2 separate regions of the Sus scrofa genome follow, and region 2 is linked to region 1. A link is a contact called in public Hi-C data. All regions are on one chromosome and are shown on one strand. The core of a region is the stretch at or near the end of the contact, and the rest is flanking DNA. Distances in the headings are between cores, read along the strand shown.

Region 1 (7,105 bases), core at 3,187-5,686:
AGGATCCAGTGTTGTCACTGCTGTGGTTTGTGTTCAATGCCTGGTCCAGAACTTCTGCACAAGGCAGGTGCTGCGAAAACCAGCCCCCCTAAACGCAGCGGGGAGACCGAGGCCAGGCAGGCCGCGACCATCCCCCGCCCTAGCAGCTCGTCTATGTGCTAACAGCACCGGACCGAGGCGCTCAGGGGACGTGGGTGTGTGACAGGGGCCAGGCTGACCTCCCTTCTGCTGGGGCCGGCCTGCGGCAGCACTGACACAGGAGGGTCCCAGCCCCTCTTCCCAGGTGTCACGCTCCTGTTGACCTGGGGTCCCCTGACACGTGGGCAGGAGGGCGGCTCCCTTACTGACCCCAGCCCACACTCCCCTGGGGCTGGCGGTCCCGGAAGGAGGAGAGTGAGGCCGGCCCCACAGGCCGGTGACCACGCACCTTTCGACACACGGCCCAGCTGGGGAGGTGCGCCTTTAGGGGCCAGGGGGGACCCTGTGAGGTCGAGCCAAGGACCCTCGTCAAACAAGGGGCCCAACTGGGCTGAGGCCCTGTGACGTGAGGACCACCAGATGGGCCCTGGCTGCCTTGAGGGCCAGACCGAAGCCTTCTGATCACATGCAGTGGGCACAGACCAGGCCCAGGACCTCACAACGGCACCCTGACCCGCCCCTGCCCGTCGAAGTCTCAGGGAAAAGACAAGCTGACCTTGACCTGGCAGGGAGCGCCCCCAACCTGCACCTCGTGCTGTGTGGGGCCCTCAACTGGGCACTTAACGACCATGACTCCGCTGGGAGTCCAAAAAGGTTTCACACAGAGAAGAAACTGAGGCCCAAGTTACCCTATGAACTGCTCAAGCAGAGGGGAGCCTGTGGCTGGCATGTGGAGTGGGGCGCCCGACCCCCAGAATGAGGCTCTCCTGCAACAAACCCTGCAGATGTGAAGGGACAAGTGTCCTGTGTCCTGGGACAGTCCTTGTCCATGTGTAGTGACAGGTGTCCTGGGACAGTCCATGCAGATGGTGGTGACAGGCGTCTTAGCACAGTCCTTGTTCATGTGAGGTAACAGGTGTCCTGAGACAGGCCATGCAGATGTGAGGTGACAGGTGTCCTGAGACAGTTTCTGCAGATGGTGGTGACAGGCACCTTGGGACAGTCCTTGTCTATGTGTAGTGACAGTCCAGCAGATGGCGGTGAGCCGGGGTCCTGGGATCGAGTCTCATCTCTTGGGCCTTGGCTGGTCTGCCACGTGGACACTGCCTTCGGCCCCAGGCTGCAGGGCCCTGGGCAGGGCCTGTCTGTCCTGACACGGGGGCTGGCCTCACCTGAGCCTGGTCACCCTTCACACACCCCTCGGGTTGCCGTGTGGCTGCGCTGGACACGGCACGCACCGCTGCAGTGGCGGCGTGTCTGGAGTCCAGGCCGGCCACGCGGCTCCCCAGGGCATACAGGGCAGCTGCCCCTGCCACACTCAGGCAGAGGGCACTCTTCCTTCTCCTGCCTGGCTTCAGACCCGCACACGCACGCGTGCTGTGCACAACGACACCAGGGCTCCTGAGCAGGTAACATCCACACCGGTCCCCAGAGGGGCTGCTCCCGCTCCGGGCAGGGGCCTCCCCGCAGCCCCGCTTCCTCACCAAGGAGCCCTTTCCCGGGACATGCCTGCCCTGCCCCCGACACGCTGAGTGTCTCGCAGAAGGGGCCTGTCCTGCACGTCCTGGGATGGAGACGCGACGTGGAGAGCAAGAGGTGGCGGCGCTGCGGGCCGAGCGCGCGGCCCAGACTGACCAGGACGCTCGCCACCTCCAGGCCCGCGTCGCCTCCTCATGGCCGTTTGGATGTCGCCTCCTCATGGCCATCTGTCTCGCCACACCTGCCCCCCAGGACAATCTCCAAATGCAACCTGAGCAGCCCCACCCCACCCAGCCCGGCTCGGGGGGCTCCAGGGGCCAGTCCCTCCGGTCCATCGAACCCGCAGTCCCCCCGTCGGGCTTCACCCCCGGCCTCCGCTGCAGGTGCCCTCCCTCCTGCTGGTGGCGTGTCACCTCCACAGGGTCGTCCCCAACGACACACCTCACAGTGCCATATGCCTGTACCCCCAGTGCCACCACAGCCCCGCCTTTGCCCCGCTCCGTCCGACACGGATGACCAGCCGACCAACGGGGGTTCCTTTTCCCCACGCGGCCACAGTCCCCAGTGCCCGTGCCCGCCCTGCCCGTGGGAGAGAAGCGGGCACTCAGAGCTTCTCAGTGGGACATGGCCTTGGGGCCCAGAGCGCGTGGCCAGCGCCACCCTCTAAGCTATGAATTGAGCGAACAAAACTCCAAACATTTATTTATTTACTTATTGCTTTTCAGGGCCGCACCCGCGGCAGATGGACCTTCCCAGGCTCGGGGTTGAGTCAGAGCTGCAGCCCCCGCCTGCACCACAGCCACAGCCACGCGGGACCCGAGCCGTGTCTGCGACCGACACCATAGCTCACAGCAACGCCGGATCCTTAACCCATAGAGCGAGGCCAGGGATTGAACCCGTGTCCTCATGGACACTAGCTGGGCGCGCTTCCACTGAGCCACAACCGGAACTTCCCAAACTCCAAACTTCTGTGAAGCCTCTGGACCATCCAAAGAAACGCCTGCACCTAAAGAGGCCATCGAGGAGCAGGGGGACTCTCCAGGCACGTCCACCTGGACCCCCGGGAGTCACCTGGGCAGAGAGCAGGGGGCAGGCAGACCGGCGGTCGTGGGCCGCGTGGACAGGGGCTCAGCCCAGACCCCGGCCCCGAGCCTTCAGAAGCCCAGGCCTTCCCCGCGTAAAAGCAGTGCCTGCAATGCCAGCCCGTCTGCTCCAGCAGACAGCCAACTCCAAAGCAGGGCGCCGTCACCCACAGCAGGCGCCTGCTGCCGCACAGCGAGAGTGCGGGTGGCACCTCACGCCCTTTACCCTCCTCCCAGACGTCCTCTCCACCCGTCCACGTCTGTGTGGCCGGAACAGTCTGGTGGGCACCAGTTGGCACCCGGATGCCGGCCCTACCCCCGCCCAGCTCAGCCAGCTCAGGGGTGAGCCCTGCCCCTACCGGGCCTGGGCAGCCAAGGCCCCGCCGTGACATTGCGAGGAAAGGGCCCAGCACTCCCCGTGCTCGTGGGTCCGGGCTGGCCCAGGGCAGGCTCAGGAGCCCAAGAAGTGGGTGGGGATGGCACTGGCCGTGCGGGGACCCAGGTGTGGCGCAGACACAGAGGCTCTGGGCTCAGACAACCTGGGCTCCTGAGCTGGAGTCCCCCTCGGCCACCAAGCAGCTGGGTGCCTGACGCCCGCAGCCTGCTTCCCCCCGCCCCGTGAAAAGGGAAGGGAGTGGAGCATGGCCCCCAGCCCCCACCCCCGCCCAACTTGGCTCTGAGCCTGCTGTGCCCGCATGTGTGAGAAGGGGGAGGCCTGGGCTGCACTGGAGGGCACGGCCTCCGCCTCCGGATCACCCGGTTTGGGCAGGAGGACGCAGGTGCGGGGAGGGTTAGCCACCTGCACAGGGCAGGCTGGGAACTGGAGGAGCAAGGGTTTGGGTGGCACCCGGTGCCACCCCAGCAGTGAGACCTGGACAGCACTGAGTGTCCTCCAGAGATGGGGCGTGACACATCCACGAGTCAGAAACCAGCCGGATACATGTGATCTTTCACCCTCGTCAAAGCCCGAGGAGGGAGAGCCAGTGTGACTGCGTCCTGCATTAAAGCCCTAGACTCAGAGAGGGTGAGGGCTTTGCTGATGGTCACACAGCTTCTGGGAGGGGAATCAGGATTCAGATCCAAGCAGTAGGGCTCGGAGAAGCCAAAGGCAGTGTCCTGCCCCTCCCCACAGCCTTGGGGACAGAGCAGAGGCTCCCCGAGGTGGACGGAGGAGGTGGCCTCCTCAGGTCCGGAGGACCCCCGGCCCTCTGGCCTCTCAACCCCGCCCCCACCGGGCTGGAAGAGGGGCCAGAGTGGACAGAGGCCTCTCCCTGGCTTCACCCTGGCTTCCCTGGGTGCTCTCGCGTCAGGACCACCAGGCGAGCACCTCCCTGTGGGTCCCATGTGGGCGGGGCCCAGGGCTGTCGGGTACACGAGGAGCCCTCCTAGCTGGATGGCGGGGGTCGCGGGAACAGCTCCCCTCCTGCTCTGTCGGCAGCCGTGCTCCCCACACCCGCTCCCCTGGGAACTTTCCTCTGCCCGAGTCAACAGAAGGACACCCAGGGCCAGAATCCTCCCCAAGCCTGCTCCTGCCACGGGCCCCATGCTCCCGCCTTGGGGGCAGCCTGGGGTACCCCAAACACCCAGGGCCTGTGGGTGAGCAGCAGGGGGCCCGCAGGGCCTCTCCCGGAGACGTCTTCCTTATTGCAGCCAAGTGCGTCTCAGCTTCCCTTCCACTGACAGCTGGCTCACCGCGCGGTTCCAGGACGACAAAAGAGAAGGCCCGCTTCTGTTTTATGGCTGCAGGAAACGGCTGCACACAGCACGCCCTCCGGGGCTCCACCCAGCGCGGCACCCCCGCCCCGGGGCTGTGAATGCAGAAGCGCGAACTGGGGGCCCAGGTCTCCCCACGTTCCTCACCCTGAGCTCCCGCCCCAGCACCTCGCCTGGGTCTCTCCACCGAGGCTACGAGGGGGACGTCCAGCCCCAGAATTTCGTTCCAGACGAAAAGCCCATGTTGGCATCTGTGTCCTTGGCTTGGGGACCCTGCTCTCTGCACTGCCACATCCAGGCCACACCAAGCAGAGTCCCGGCCTCGGAGCCACAGGGCAGAGAAATCAGGTGCCCCGTTTGCCCAGAAGTCTGGGAGCCTGATGCCCAGAAAGGACTTGGAGGTGTGGTCCACTGTCTCCAAGTCCTGGGGTGACCCGGAGCCTCAGGGCCGGGCCGGCGAGCACTGATGCCCAGAACACGCAGCGTGGTGCCCGCTCAGTCTGGCCCCGACGCCGCTGACCCAGTCTCCCAGGACACGGTCCAAAGAGGAGCCTGGGCCAGTGGCTCTGAGCTGCCCCCAGTGGGCGTGGGCCCTCAAAGGCCACAGCCCAGAGGGACAGCTACCCATCCCAAGCTTCGGGCCTCCTCTGCCCCTCCCCCAGACACACAGGCTCAAGGCAGGAGGACGCCCGATACGGGGGGGCTCTAAGTGAGCACGCCTGCAGCCCCCACACTGGCCGTCTGCAGTCTGATCGTGGTGGAAAGCTCCAGCAGCCTGTCCTGGCTCCGTCTGCGAGGGTGGCACCTGCCTCTGGTGAACTGCTCCTGGCCTCAGTGGCCCCGGCTGGAGAATGGAAGAGCCAGGACGCCCACCTTCAGGGTTGCCCCGAGGTCAAAGGAGGAAGCAGCTGCCACAGGCGTGTGAGCTTCTCTCGGTGCCACCTTATCATCTCCCTACCCCCTGCCTGCAATGACGGTCCCTGAAGCAGCAAAGGGCGACAAGAGCCTTCCTGGACCAGTTTCGTCTGGGAGCTACAACTGTGGCCACGTTCCAGCATTTACAAGTTAGAGAGTTCGGCCGGCCCACCTCCACCCCTCAGGTCTGGGGGGCAGCACCAGCTGCCCAAGAGCAATGCCACATGGAGACACCCGGTCACAACAGCCAGACAACATCCAGTGGCTGCTAGAGGGCCTTGGATGACAACCACCCCCCTCCCAGGGTGGTGGGGGGAGGGGCTGCCCTGAGCGTCCTTGACCCAGAGAGGGCGCGGTGCCCTCCCTCCCCAGCCCTGATCCCAGGCGGCCCCGGCCCCAGGTGACGCCACTGCCTGATGTCAGTCACAACTGCTTCCCACGTGCCTGAGGCTGCACGCAGGTGAGGGCTCTGCCACCTGGGGCCTTGTCAGCAGCCAGCAGGTGTGGGAGGAACGCTGGCAGGGCGAGGGCCACAGACAAAGGGAGGCCAGGCAGCCGCTGCTGATGGGACAGAAGCAAGGGCCGCACTCGGGCCTGGAAGCCCCTGCGGGATGGGCAGCCTGCAACTCCCTGGGCATCAGTGAAACCCGAACGTCCCACCATCCGGCAGGCTGTCCCCAGACCTGGACAGTGAGCGAGAGCGCAGTGTGCGGCTGCGCAGAGGGCCTGGCCCCCGGGAGACCAGCCACTCTCGGGTGGGACCCGTGCAGCAGTCAGGGTGCAGCTGCCCCTGGGAACACCCCTTCCCTCCCAGGGCGCCACTAATTAAGCACCTACTGTGTGCCAGCTCTTCTCCAGGCCCACGTCCTGGATTCCAAACACACACACACTGACCGGCGAGGGAATTCGGAAGAATCCAATTCACCCACCCTCCCCCGTTGCCCAGACCCGCGCTCCAAGCTGGCCCCCGCGGCAGCCCTGCTGGCTTGGAGCTTCTGGATTAGTGACCAGGCCTGCCGGCGTCTCCAGATCCTTGCGTAGGAAGGAAAATTAATTTCTTCCAGTCATGCAGAAATGAAAGTACGTGGGGCCAAATCGGAGCGATTTCCTGGAGGTGGTAACCTGATTTACTGGGATAACCCAGGGACAGAGGCCGGGCTGGTGGGTGGCCCGAGGCAGCCCCAGAGGGCCCTGGAGGAAGGCGTCCCCTCAGACCCTCCAGCTTGCCGGCCCTAGCTGGGCTTCTGAGCAACCCGGTACCATGTCGCTTCCTGCCACCAAACACAGATCAAGGCACCTCCAGAGAGAGCAGGATTCCGCCAGAAAATGAGGCCTAGTGGGTCTCCCCCTCCCCAGCCTGCCAGCTCCCGGGGGCACGGCGCGCCCACCTGTCCCCGTGCTCAGCATCCCACCCTCTCTTCCTTCCGTCCGACCAGAGCGGCCTGGCAAGAGGGAGCGGGCTGTCGGCTGCACAGCACAGAACCCACTGCCTCCCGGGCCCCCCATCTAGAGGACAGAAGGCGGAGGTGCGGTGACAGAGCGAGACCCCAGCGCCTGTCACACGGCCAACCCTCAAGGCAGGCACCCAGGAGTGTGGCAGAGCCTTCCTGCCCCTGCCCAAGAAGGGTCGCCGGAGTCTGCCTGGCGTTCAGGGCGGGAGCAGGCAGACCCCCTGGGGCCCAGCCTCAAGAAGTTTCTCAAATCTTGTGGCAACTATCAAGAGCGACGCAGGGACAGAGAAAACAGCTGCCTCCCTTTGTCCCGGCCACAACCCGTCC
Region 2 (7,105 bases), core at 2,361-4,860, 82 kb before region 1:
TCGGAGCTGCTGCCCGACTGGCTCAGCCTCCACCGCATCCGCGCCGACACCTACGTCAAGCTGGACAAGGCTGCCGACCTGGCAAGTGTCACGGCGCGGCTGGCCAGCCTGGCCCATGCCGAGGCGGCGCTGTGAGCCTGGCAGAGGCGTGCCAGCACCGCCGGGCCCTCTGCGAACACAATGCACTTTGCACGCTGTCCTGAGTCCCCACGAGCGTCTGGCTGGCCTGGGTTCTGGCCGCTGCGGCAGACGCCACCACTGCCGCCGTACAGATGCAGGGGGGCAGGGGGCAGAGTGGTTGGAAGGAGCCCTTCCAGATGCTCACGTGGGATCTCAAGGTAGTGTCACACGGGTCCTCGCGAGAGGGAGGCAGACGCGGGACCTGAGATTGGAAGAGGACGCCAGGGCCACCAGTGTGTAGGTGGCCTTGAGAAGCCAGGCGAGGGAACCAGCCCTGTCCCCTCACACTGGGCTCTAGAACTGAGATAAAGTCGTTCAAAGTCAGCATGTTGGTGTGATGAATTACCGCGGCAAGGGGAACCGGGCGGGCAGTACCCTCCCTCCCTCTCTCCCTCCCTCCCTCAGACACTGGGAGGCAGGTGCTGCTCTAGAAAGTTGTTTATTCTTCCCCACTCCACCACCTACTAGCCTGCAGCAGCCTGGGGGTTGGCCAGTTCCAGCCCCGACTCCAGGCCTTGGCACTTCCAGAGCCTGCAGGAAGGCCATGGGCAGAGGCTGGCCTTGGAGAAAGTCCCTCAACTGCCGAAAGAAAATAGTCCAGGCGAGCGGCCAGTGCCCCCCGGGTGGCCTGTGGAGGGCGTCGCTGCAGCCACCAGGCTGGCCCTCTGGCAGGTGGGGTGGGCAGAGGCAGGGTCACTCGAACTGCAGAAGGGAGAAGAAGGGCACGGCCCCCAGCTTCTCCCTGCCCTTCAGCGAGGTCAGCTCCACCAGGCTCACGCACTCTAGCACTTCGGCCCGCAGCTGGCCCAGCAGCTCACAGGCTGCACGCATGGTTCCTGGTTGGGGCGGGGAGGGTGGCATGGAGGTGGCCCCCAGCAGGCCGTGCAGCCCCCTGGGAGACCAGAGTGCCGAGACCCCGGCCTCCACCCCCACTGGATAACAGCGCCGCCAGGCCTGAGTGTTCCGGGGGGGAGCCTCACCGCCAGTGGCGAGCAGGTCGTCCACAACCACCACCCTCTGTCCTGGTTCCAGGGCGTCTCTCTGGATCTCCAGCTCAGCCTGCAAAGGAAAGTGGGCATGTGGCCCGCGGCTTCCCCCAGGCGGCCCTGCTGTGCAGAGCTGGCCGCTGGTGAGGGGCTGCTGCCTGGCCCCAGGTTCCAACCCACCCTGTTTCCTGGCTCTGTCAGCCCGGCCCAGCTCCTGAGCGTCTCAGCTCCCGGGTCCACGCCAACCTTGGCGGCTCCACTTGGGTCCACGGAGGCAGCCCTGCCCGCAGCCTTCTCACCTTCCCGTATTCCAGCGCGTACGAGGCAGACACGGTGGGGCCCGGCAGCTTCCCTCGCTTCCGGATGAGAATGCAGCCCAAGCCCAGCTCCTGGGCCAGGGAGGGACCAAACAGGAAGCCGCGGGAGTCTAGGCCTGTCGGCGAGACCTGGGGTGTTGGGCGGGCAGCTGTGTGGCAGGGCAGCACTGTTGTACCCATGGGTCAGGACTGGACAGTGACAAGCAGCTATCACCACACAGGACGTGTGCCTTTGTTAGCTCCAAAGGTAAGGCCTATGCCACCCCTCGCTTGGGAACGCTGGTGCTACCACGCACAGGGCGCGCTGGGGGCTGGTGAGCGGAGCTCGGGAGCCAGGCGGGGGCCATCCCAGTGCTTGGTAAACAGCTGTGTGGCCTTGGGCGAGTCCCTGACCCCTCTCTAAAGCTCAGCGGCACACCAGAGGTGGCTGCTAGCTGAAAGGCAGGGAGGGTCTGCCCCAGGAGCTCCCGGTCCAGGAGAGGCAGTGACCGGGCACCGGCACCGGGGTGGACCGAGCTGTGAAGGGGAAGCTCAGGGCCTCGGCCTCGCCCAGGAATGCGGGGAAGGCTTCTGGAGGCAAGAGTCCGCCACAGGATTCGCCAGTCGCAGCCTCTCCCTGCCTTCAGGCCAATACGGGGGCCCCTCAGGCCCTCCGGGAGCGACCGGAGGATCAGGGGCGGGGCGCTCAAGGAGGGACACCACCTGCCAGGGTCCTCCCAGGCCTGGGCTTGCCTAAAACCTTCCACCGGGGCGAGGGTCTGCGTGCGCGCAATACGCGATGACAGAAGGGGAACGGGAAAGCGGGCTGGCCCCGGTGGATTCTGGGCACATTCCCAGGGCAGTTCCCTGCGGCCCCACCTTTCCAGGGCTGGGGACCGGGAACCCGGGGGTGCGGGGCTACCACCCCTCTCCGAGCTGCCAGGGGGGGCAGCAGGCCTGTTATGACAACCCACACGCCTTCGCGGCCCCGGCGGGTTCCCCGAAGGACCCCCGACACGCCGCCCCCGTCCTCCCGCCAGCAGAAGCGGTGGGACCACCCTCCCCGCGCCTGCCCTGCCCAAGAAAAAGAGCCCCCGATGCTGCGCCCTCACGGGGCGTGACAGCGGTGAGCAGCCGCGGGGACCCGGCGGACGCCGGCCGCTCCACTTGCCCGCGATGTAGTCAATCCTGCCCCCGTGGGCCTTTTTCAGGTGATTCGCCAACAGACTGATGGAGGCGCGGAAGGAGTCGGGGTCCTTCAGGAGAGGCGAGATATCCCTGGCACGCAAGGACGGGCTTGGTGACTCTCAAGCCCACGCGGAACCCCCCGCGCCCCGACAGCCCGGGCCGCGCAGCCCCACGTGGCCCGGCTGCCCGTACCTGAACAGCACGCCGGGGACGGGGAAGTCGGGGAAGCTGCGGATACGCCGCGCCACTAGCTGCAGCTCAGGATCCGCCATCGCCGCGTTCGCGCGTGTCCTGAGCACGAGCGGCGGGCCCGGCGGCTCCGCGCCTGCGCAGGAGGGGTGGGCGGAGCGCCAGGGGCGCGGCGGGGCGCGAGCTCCGCGATCCCGCGCCTGTGCGGAAGGAGCGGGGCTGGGCGCCACGGGGAGGGGCTGCGCCCGAGGGGCGGAGCCCGCCGGCCCCTGGAGGAAGTACCGTATTTCATCGAATCTCAGGTGCCAGCCTTTTTGAGACTCGAGCTAGTTTCCTCAGAGGCGTCTCCGCCCCAGGGACGTCTGCGCGGGCCCGGCCGGGCTCTCGGGGAAAGCCTCATCAGGTTTTGTCCGAGTCGAGGGCGCTTGCTCGCAGGTCTTTGGTGTGGTTACGGCCGGCACCCCAGGTTTCGGGCGGGCACCGGCTTTCCCTTCCCTCCCGGGTCTCGGCTCAGCGCCTGCAGCGTTCTGCGAGGGGGGCGCGCGCACGGGGCGGATTGGCGGGGAGGCGGGGCGCATTCCGGGCGCGTGTGCACACAGGGCACGGCCCGGGCCTTCCCCCAGGAGCGCGCCGAGTGCCTGGGGAACCGAGGAGGGGTTCAGAGCAGGAGAGCGGTGCGGAAGCCTGAGGGGAGGGCCCGAGGCGGTGAGCAGTTCGAAGGACCAATGGCCTGGGCAGGGGCGAGGGAGAAGTGGAAGCCCTTCCCAGACCTGCTGGACTCTTGGGAGAGCGGGGGAGCGGGGGAGTGGGGGGGATGCTTGGCCCGGCCCACTCCAGCCCCCACCATACCAGAGGCAACAACTGCCCCCAAAGCGCATCTCACTAAAAAGAAAACAAACCAGAGCTAAAATGCCTGTTCCTGTATTCTAGAACTGCTTTTTCAAAATTTCCCAAGTCTTAAAAACAGCAGAGTTGGCCTGACAACCTGCAGAATGGAAATATGGTCCCCAGGCTTTCAGGGTGGGGTGGCTGGAGTCTGCACAGACCTGCCCAGGCTCATCGTCAAGCTTTGCCACCCTGGGCTCAAGGGGAGGAGGGCAAGCAGGGCAGCTGTGAGGCACTGACAGGCCCAGAGTGTGCTGGCGTCAGGGGTGAGGTGGTGGCATCAGCTGTCCCCACCGGCCTCGGGAAGCCTTGGCTGCCGAGGATCCAGGTCAGGGAGGATCTTGGTCTGCTCCCCCGTCCATGTTCACAAACCCCCATCATGGGGGGTGGGGCCAGGGCACCCCCCCTGCATAATGGCAAGGGGTGACACAGGACTGGCACAGCTACCCTCCTTGACACCACGGACTGCTGGGGCAGCCAGAGCAAGTCACACGCTCTGGGCCCTGGATCGGTCCGGCCAGGAAGGCAGGTGGAGCAGAGGGGGAGCCTGTGAGACAGGCAGCATCTGGTTCAGGGGCTGATGGCGGCCAGAGGTGGCAGAATCAGGCAGCCTGAATCCGGCAGGCTGAGAGGGAGTGACTCTAGGGCCCGGGCTCGCGCAGGCATGGCCTTGCAGGTCCCGCTGCTGGCTGCAGGTGGCGCAGGCTGGCACTGGGCAGGGCAGAGGGCAGCCCTGGAGCCCAGAGGCCAGAGCCTCTGGCAGCTGCAGGTCTGGGGAGATCCCGGACGTGGCTTCAGCCCAGCAGGTGCTAGTGGGGCCAGGAGCATTTTTCCGGGACAGATTCCGGGGGCGTGAGGCACTTCCCCAGCTTTTCACAGCCCGGGGGCGCCCAGTTCTGGGGAATGAAAATTCAGAAAGAGAACATGCAGTTAATTTAAGCCCTTCTGGACTCAGCAGTTCCCATTCCTGCCCCACCTCCACAGCTGTGGGGTGCAAGCCAGCGGGCACCGCCTGGAAGCAACCCAGCGCCTGAGGCCGGCGCAGCAGCCAGCAGCCCGCTGTTAACGGCCGTCTGCTGCTGAACAGGAGGGGTGAGCAAGCTGCGCACAGCCTCGGCCTCCACGGCCGCTGTAGCAGAGAAGGAGCCAGGCTGCTGAGGCGCTGGCCCAGACTTCCCAAGGAAAACTCTGCAGGCTGGGCCCGGATGCCCAGGGAGAGACTGCTTGTTGTGTGAGGGCTCCCCAGCACCTTCCCGGGCACACCTGCTTTGTGTGGCGATGTTTTCCCCGCAACGAAAGGGAACTCTCATGCCCCCGGGGAGGAAGCCCTCGTGGTGTCGCCTCGTCCCCCCTACCCAGGTGTCCCCGTCCACAGTCATCCATAGAACGGTCCCCGGCCAGGCCCTCAGAGGCTCCTGTGTTACAGAATCGGAGCTTCGGAGCCGGCGAGAGCCATGGGTCACGCCCTCTCCTGCCCTGGATGGTGCCAGGTGGCCCTGGGGTCACGCAGGCCACCCTGCAGGGCCGGATGTAGATCAGGAAGCAGAGCAGAGGGGGGCAGCGAGGGCGCAGGAAGCGGGGCTGGCGTCACGGAGGGGGTCTGCTGCAGCCCTGGGAGCAGAGGACACCACCGGAGCCCTCGCCGGCTGCTCCGGATAAGCGAGCGGGGCTAAGCAGGACTCAAGCGGGGCAGGGGACCGGGGAGGCTTTGCGGCGCACACGCCCACTCGGGGCGGAGGCCGTGCGCCTCTCCAGGGGCAGCGCTCACTTCCGAGCCTGAGCCCAACCTACCGACTGGGGTCTTCCGCCCACTTGGGGAGGGGGCTCCGCTTTCCCGGCTCGGGGGCGGCCGGGCTGCGGCAGTTCCCGCCTTGCCCAGGAGGTGGCGGCAGCGCCCCTCCCGTCACTAAAACCCCTCCGATCTGTGAGCCACCAAGCGGCTCCGCGGGAGATGGCGGTCTGGGGTGGGGACAACATTGCTTCCCAGGGGACAGCCTGGCTCGGAAGGGCAGAGGTCTCTCAGGCTCTTGGCACCTCAGGGACCTCCTGCTCCACGACGGCGAATTCAGGCAGCAATGCCTGCCTGGGGGACAACAGCCACCAGGCCACCCTCAGCCATCCACACTCCGCTCCTCCTCACCCCCGTTCTAACGTCAACCTCCGTTCAGTGCCCCCACCACACGCACCCACCCTGCACTGCCCCGTCCCTTCCTGCTTCAAGGCAGCAGGTTCCAACTGGCCTGGCTGTGCCAGGCCTGCAGCTTCAAGGGTGCTCACAGCGCCAGGCGGGTCTGCGGGGGACAGGGCGGGGCCGGAAGGCTGGAAGCAGGGCTAAGCCACTGACTTTGCTCTGCGGGTTTGGGGGCTGCTGAAGCTTCCAATGCGGGGACAGGGGGCCATGCAGACAGCCCCGTTACAGGACGGACCTGTGGGCAGGCCCCCATGGGGTGTGATGCGGTCAAGGCAGGGACCTGTGTTCCTGACCTGGGAGGTGGCCAACCCGTTGGCCACACACCCGGCCATCCACCAAGCGCGTCCACACCCCACAGTCCCACAAGGATTTGGCTTGTCCCACACTTGCAGAGGGCCCAGCGCCCTGGTGCTCCTCCTGTGAGACCAGGAGGGACATGAGGCACCCCGCCTTTGGAATCAGCTCTGCACGGCGCTGGGTCCTGCCAGGCTGCCCAGGACCCCTGCACCTGTGGGGCAGGCTGTGCTTCTGGGAAGCATTCGGGGGCCAGACTCACTGCAGTTCCAGATGGCTTTTTTTTGGGGGGTCTTCTTAGGGCTGCTCCCGGGGCATGTGGGAGTTCTCAGGCTAAGGGCTGAATCAGAGCTGTGGCCACCAGCCTACGCCACAGCCACAGCAATGCGGAATCCAAGCCACATATGCAACCTACGCCAAAGCTTGTGGCAACACTAGATCCTCAATCCACTGAGCGAGGCCAGGGAACCGCCCACGCCCTCACGGAAACTCCCTAGGGGGCTTCTTGTCGAAGGTGCAGGTGACGCTCTGGGGGCCGCATCCCAGGCATAAGCCGCTTACCATGACTGCCGGGTTGCACACGTTGAGCTGGGGCTGCCCGGGAACCAAGGACTCCTGGTGCTGCTGGACAACCAGGGTGATCTTGCGAAGGGCATCCAGGTACTCGGTGCTGGCAAAGCTGCGGGACAGGGGCACGAGGTCACCAGGGTGGAGGGAAGGACAGGGAGGCCGGGTGGGGGAGCCTGGGGACCAGCTCCGTTTTGTGGTCCAGCATCCAGCAGCTCTGGGGAGAGCGGCTGCGGCTGGGCCCCACCTTGTCCCACGTGGCTCTGGCAGGAGCCGTGTGCCCCAGGAACCCCCAGCAATTGAGGGTTCAGGCAGAGCCACGTGACCAG

Evidence for each region. Hi-C and Micro-C count contacts between places; a contact is called where the count stands out from the background.
Region 2: a contact with region 1 is called in a Hi-C map of mesenteric adipose tissue, with 2.0 times the contacts expected there. The contact joins the promoter of APRT here to the enhancer-like site in region 1. A contact is called at or near these places in 1 of 5 promoter capture datasets (fetal skeletal muscle), 6 of 47 Hi-C or Micro-C datasets (fetal skeletal muscle, heart right ventricle, mesenteric adipose tissue and 2 more) and 2 of 2 datasets of contacts at active chromatin or transcription factors (alveolar macrophages and skeletal muscle).

The regions. Positions count from the first base shown.
Region 1 is chr6:805,707-812,811 of Sscrofa11.1, reverse strand. All of the region lies in intron 1 of CBFA2T3 (protein CBFA2T3), which reads right to left. Among named protein-coding and RNA genes, the nearest start is that of CBFA2T3, 30 kb to the right of the region's middle. Within about 2 kb of position 4,436, at least 13 of the 83 cell types and tissues checked have an H3K27ac peak or open chromatin away from gene starts, as enhancers often do. A contact at or near this core is called in mesenteric adipose tissue, where this site is marked.
Region 2 is chr6:886,777-893,881 of Sscrofa11.1, reverse strand. It overlaps APRT (adenine phosphoribosyltransferase), which reads right to left and starts at 3,610. Exons shown (of 4, transcript XR_002344435.1): 1 at 2,843-3,610; 2 at 1,347-2,740; 3 at 1,161-1,239; 4 at 604-1,016. GALNS (galactosamine (N-acetyl)-6-sulfate sulfatase) reads right to left here. Exons shown (of 14, transcript NM_213955.1): 13 at 6,771-6,888; 14 at 3,745-4,620. The coding sequence ends at 4,534. CDT1 (DNA replication factor Cdt1) reads left to right here. Exons shown (of 10, transcript XM_021093641.1): 10 at 1-505. The coding sequence ends at 135.